Regions from separate parts of the Mus musculus genome. Here region 1 is linked to region 2. The links are chromatin contacts, called in public promoter capture Hi-C maps. All regions are on one chromosome and are shown on one strand. The core of a region is the stretch at or near the end of the contact, and the rest is flanking DNA. Distances in the headings are between cores, read along the strand shown. Region 1 holds the start of Kif22 (kinesin family member 22). Region 2 holds the start of Zfp553 (zinc finger protein 553).

Region 1 (2,700 bases), core at 98-2,597, 190 kb after region 2:
TTTTTACATATCAAACTGAAAGTTTGCTTTTAAGAATTCAGAAGTAAGACGGGCAGTGGTGGTGCACACCTTTAATCCCAGCATTTTGGAAGCAGAAGCAGGCAGATTTCTGAGTTCAAGGTCAGCCTGGTCTACAGAGTGAGTTTCAGGACAGCCAGGGCTATACAGAGGAAATCCTGTCTCGAAGAAGAAAAAGAAAGGAAAAAAAAAAAAAAAGAATTTAGAAGTAATAACCAAAATGTCAAACAGTCCAGTTTCCATTTCCATGGTAATGAAGTTAACCTTAAGTCACTAGACTGTGACCAATCAGTTCTTGATTGTGTGAAATGCCGTCTCATTCTAGACCTGTAAATTGTGCTAGTCAATATCTTTGAATTTAGCTGGGTGTAGTGACACACAACTTTGATTCCTGTCTTTAGTCCCAGCACCAGGAAGGCAAAGACAGACAGGTCTCTGTGAGTTTGAGTCCAGTTTAGTCTACACCATTCTGGGACAGCCAGGGCTACCTAAAGATAATCTGTCTCACTGTGGTCCTTCATGGTTAGATGGCAAAGTGTTGCAGCTTCCAGGGCAGAAGAGCGCAGGTCTTTGTTAGTTTAAACCCAGCCTGGTCTACATAGTGAGTTACAATGTTGCTAGTTAGAGACCCAAAGACCACCAAAGTCTGGTTTGACAATCTGTATTAAGTCGCTAGAAAATTCCTGGAAAGAAACTCCTCACAAAGCAGTCTCAACTGCATTTTACAGAAGCTTTTAAAGGTAAAGAGCACACAAAAACTACATCCTGTTTGGCAGTTGCAGGGCAAAGGAAAGCAAGCAGTTTAACAGAAGCCAAACGCATGCAATTAGCTGGGGGCATTTTGTCCCAAGATTCTAAAACAGGGCTGGGAACTTTCCCACAGTAAGAAAAAAAAAAGGGGTGGTGGTGGGGGAGTCAAGTTCAAAGAGGAACTTTTTGCCTTCTCACACCAGGACAGCCAGGGCTACAAAGAGATTCTGTCCGCTCCAAAAGGCAAAAATTGTATTCAGAGCTGGGAACTTTGAATATAGAATCAATCAAGTGCTTTCAGAAGAAAAGCTGAGAAGGAAAAGTCGGGCGAAAGTCTGCATTTAGCCAATTCCAACCTGGCAATTCAAAAGCCTGAAAGTGCAGGGACCTCAGTTACTGACCATTTAGTGACAGACTCCAGGGCCCTATCCCTGGGAATATTTTGCTTTCGAGACCGGAAGTGAGCCCGAGACGGCGGAATTACGGTAAATTAGAACCGAAACTTCCGGCGGCACGTAGCTGCGATTGGTCGAATCTGAGAGGGAGGCGGGGCCCCGGTAATTCAAAAGAGAGAAGCGGGCCGAAGAAGGGAAGGCTATGAGCTTAAGGGCTAAGACGTGTCCGCAGCGACGGGAGATGGCGTCGGCCACCTCAGGTACGCGGGCCGGGAGGAGGGAGCACCACTGCGTGAGACTTACAGAGTAGCAGTGGTCCCGGAAAATCCAGCCGGCGCGGGGCGGAAGGGCGAGGGGACGCTGGCTGGCGGGCGTGGAGGTGGGCGCCACCGCACCCTGTCCTCTATTCGCTGCCTTCGGCGGTGTAGAGGGGGTTGAGACCCTGCCGAGGCTCCAGCTCCTGTCTAGAGCCTGAGCGCTAATGTGTGCGCTTCAATTTGTGTCATCTGTAAAGCCGGGCAGCCACCCGTCTGTAAAGACTGAGCAGCGAAGAGCCTCTTTATCTGTCTGTCTGTCTGTCTGTCTGTTCAGAGATCCCACTCCGACTGAAGGCTGTGTGAGATCACACGGCAAAGGAAAATCCTTTCCCTCCAGCCTTGGAACCGGATGCTGTTTTCCTGGTGAAAAGGCTGGCTGCCAGGAGATTCCAAATCTTTCCTAAGACGATTTGCGTATGCGTGTCTTTCCTCTTTCTATAGGCCGAAATCTGGCCTGTTTGTTTGGCTTTGGGGGAGGCAGACCTTTAGGAGAACGCCTCAGCCAGGCAGTGCTGCAAGCATTTTGTGATGAACCGTTTAATGTTGTACAGAGCTCTGAGGTCATGACTGTTAATGCCCTGTCTTTAACAAAAAGCTTTAATTTTATCAATGTGTGCCACCTATGTGTGGATCTCCGCAGAAGCCAGAAGTGTTGGACCCTCTAAAGCTGGAGTTACTGGCAGCTGTGAGCCACCAGATGTGGACCCTGGGAACCAAACTCAGAACCTCTAGAAAACTAATAGGCACTCAATTTCTAAGGCTCACCAGCCCCCTGTACTTGTGTTTTGACAAGAGGAAGCAGGCATAAATGGGGTAGATAGCTTCTTCAAGATAGCACAACTAGTAAATATTGGGAATCTAAATTCACACTCAGGTAGTTACACTGTAATGCCTCTGCCCTTGACAGTTATGTCCGAATACAGACTCTGAGACCCAGGGTGCTTGGTATGTAGTAAACGTTAAAGTGCTGAAAGACTGTTAGCCCTTTCCAAGAAATTACAATCATTTTCAAATAGTCCCATAAACAAATGTAGTATGAGGAAATACATTGGTAGAAAAGCATAAACTTGTAGTGTAGAATCTGAAACAAACCTTTGGGTATTTTGAGAAATCTTTATTAAGAAATGGTAATTGGAAGCTGAGTGGTGGCGCACACCTTTAATCCCAGAACTCAAGAGGCAGAGGCAGGTGGATCTCAGTTCAAGGCCAGCCTGGTCTAC
Region 2 (2,700 bases), core at 101-2,600:
TGAGTTCCAGGATAGCCAGGGCTACACAGGAACCCCCCCCCCCAAAAAAAAGAAAGAAAGAAAGTTAGTAGAAAACTTTCCAAGCCCCTCTCTGCGGTCCCATAAATCATCCCAGCACTGAATGCCATCGGGTTTGAGAGAAGTGTTTCCTACTTGGAGGAAACCCTACCCTGGGCCGAGTTTCTAACTATCTACTCAAGCCTGTGTTATATTACAGTATTTCAATTTAGAAAACCTAGTATATGGTCTTTTGATCGAATTTCTGTGGGTTTTTTTTTTTTCTTTTTTTTCCTCCAGTTTTTGAGACTGTCTTACTGTACTGCCCAGACTGGATCTGAATTCTCCACTCCATTGGCTCTATCCTGGTAACTTCTACGATCTTGTATAAACTTACTTCCCTACAGATAAACAGATATGGGGTGTAGGAGAGAAAAAACAAAGTAGCAATGATTGTAACTGCGGGTTCGGAATAAACCTGCTGCCACAAGAGGCAAGAGATAAGTCAAGGACCGGCATTACTCTGCAGCAAAAACAACGGAAAGGAACGCGGTTATTTGGAAAAGGATACTGAGACTACTCTGAGCACGCAAGGTCTGTACTTAACACTAGAGCTTTTAAATTAATAAAAATAAGAAAGCCAGGGAAGGTTTTGAGAAGGCAGCCAGTATTAGAGCTGGATTTACAGCAGAACGCATGCAGAGAAAGAGCACCAGAGATTACAATTGAGCCTGGAGGCCTGCAGTAGGGCTGAGTGAAGGGGGAGGGGAGAGCGTTAGGGAGGATGCCCCTCACGGCCTGGCACACAGTAGGTGTTGGCTTCTTCCCTTCGGATTTTGCTGCCCCTTCGCCCACGTCCGACTTTCCTGGGCCCTGGGTCCCCAAGCATCCATTACCTTCCTGTGCGATGCGGACCGCCGCCCTCACCTGTACCGATGGCTCTCAGCCGCTTTCAAGTCCTCTGTACCGCGAAGCTCGGCGCCCCAGGGCTGTGCAGCGCGCTGCACCGTCGGCCCACGACCGGGACGCGGCCCCGGTGAGTCCGAGGGCACCTGCCGCCCCGTTCCCCTCGGTACAACAGGAACCCAGCAGCCAGCCGCACGGGTACGGGCTCCACGCCACGCCAGGAGGGGGCTCGGCCCACGTCCCGGGCGCCGCTGGGCGGGACGGGAAGCGGAAGCACGGGCCTCGGCGAGCTGCTCTAGGACCCGGAGGAGCCGCGGGCTCGGCGGCGGCGGCGGCGGCGTGGACCAGTTCTAGCCGTGCCCTGCGGCGCTAGCGGCGTGCCTCCTCGGATGGACAGCTGGCACGGCGGAGCCGGACTGCCCGCGCGGGACAACCAGGAAGGAGCCCAGGAATGGAGTGGCAGACAAAGGGAAACAGAGAGCCGGCGGGCGGGGCGGGGCGCCGAGGCGGGGGAAACAAAGCCCAGCTCGGAGTGGGGGCTGGGCCGGGGCAGGCAGGTCGAGCTGGAGCCTGCCAAGTTCTAGCCTGAGAGTCACGAGTCGGGGCACTGTCGGCGAGAGACGATGCTCGGGGACAGGACCTAGAGACTGGGTACCAGAGACAAAGAGATGTAGAAACAGATAAGAACCGTCAAGTCACCCTAATGGAATCAGGGGCCCTAAGAGGCGGAGAGCCTGGAGAGAAACGGGCGGGAGACAGAACAAAGGACGACAGGCGGAGACAAAGGTAGAAAAACAAAGAAAGGCTTTGCAAAGGCCAAGCCCAGGGAGGGACTGAAGAATAAACCCTGCCTCCATCTTGCTGGAGTCACGTTCCAAAGGATCCAGGCCCTAGAAGCATAACCCCGGCATCTTATGTTGTAGGCAGGTTTTCCTTTATAGAGGTGAGTACCCAGAGGCTTCCGTCCTGCCACTAAAGCGAGTGCTAACGGGGTTTTTATTAATTCGTTATGTTTTAGCAGTACATAATGTTATTTGTATTATATTAGATTTGTCAATAAAGCAGAAGTTAGAGATAAAGTTAAACCATGCATCGTCTGTCCCTTGAGTGCGGTCAGTTTTTGTGGGGTTTTTTGTTTTGTTTTTTCGAGACCGGGTTTCTCTGTATAGCCCTGGCTGTCCTGGAACTCACTTTGTAGACCAGGCTGGCCTCAAACTCAGAAATCCACCTGCCTCTGCCTCCCGAGTGCTGGGATTAAAGGCGTGCGCCACCACGCCCGGCTAGAGTGCGGTCAGTTTTTTTAAAAAAAATCATACAAGGCGTGGAGAACTGGGCCAGTGGCATGCCTCAGTGGGAAAAGGGGATTGTCCGCAAGCTTGACAACCTGAGTTCTCTCCAGGGAACCTGTGTGGTGGAAAGGAGAGTGCACGTTGTCCTGTGACCTCCACATGCACTGGTGCAATGTGCCCCCCAAATTTTAAAAATTCTAACTAACTTAAAAAAAAAAATTGGTTGGTCCTGTTAATCCCAAAGCAGGGAGGAGAAAGACCACTGACCCAAATTATCATGCCCAATTAAAGCAAGCTTTGTTACTCTTCTACACGAGATGCCTGCCCCTAAGATGGATTCAAAGGTCAGTATTGAACTAGGGAAAAATAAGGGTTTTATAGCTCGAGGGGGTTGGGGGGGTCCAAACTGGGGATTTGGCAGGCAAATAGGTGGAGTTACAGAGCAGAACAGTTACAAGGCGTTCATAACAACAGGTGGTTACAGTGATCTTTTGAGACAAATGTAGGC

Evidence for each region. Promoter capture Hi-C pulls out the DNA fragments that hold promoters and counts their contacts.
Region 1: a promoter capture Hi-C map of macrophages shows a contact between it and region 2, with 5 read pairs. The contact joins the promoter of Kif22 here to the promoter of Zfp553 in region 2. A contact is called at or near these places in 5 of 39 promoter capture datasets (cranial neural crest, liver, macrophages and 2 more), 2 of 484 Hi-C or Micro-C datasets (CD8 T cells and bone marrow-derived macrophages), 4 of 115 datasets of contacts at active chromatin or transcription factors (bone marrow-derived macrophages, embryonic stem cells, fetal liver and 1 more) and 4 of 9 other capture datasets (adipose tissue, liver, macrophages and 1 more).

The regions. Positions count from the first base shown.
Region 1 is chr7:127,041,067-127,043,766 of GRCm38.p6, reverse strand. Kif22 (kinesin family member 22) reads left to right here and starts at 1,347. Exons shown (of 14, transcript NM_145588.1): 1 at 1,347-1,423. The coding sequence starts at 1,366.
Region 2 is chr7:127,231,711-127,234,410 of GRCm38.p6, reverse strand. Zfp553 (zinc finger protein 553) reads right to left here and starts at 1,350. Exons shown (of 2, transcript NM_146201.2): 1 at 925-1,350. Gm4532 (predicted gene 4532) reads left to right here and starts at 1,281. Exons shown (of 1, transcript NR_030674.1): 1 at 1,281-1,993. It also overlaps a transcript of Septin1 not described here.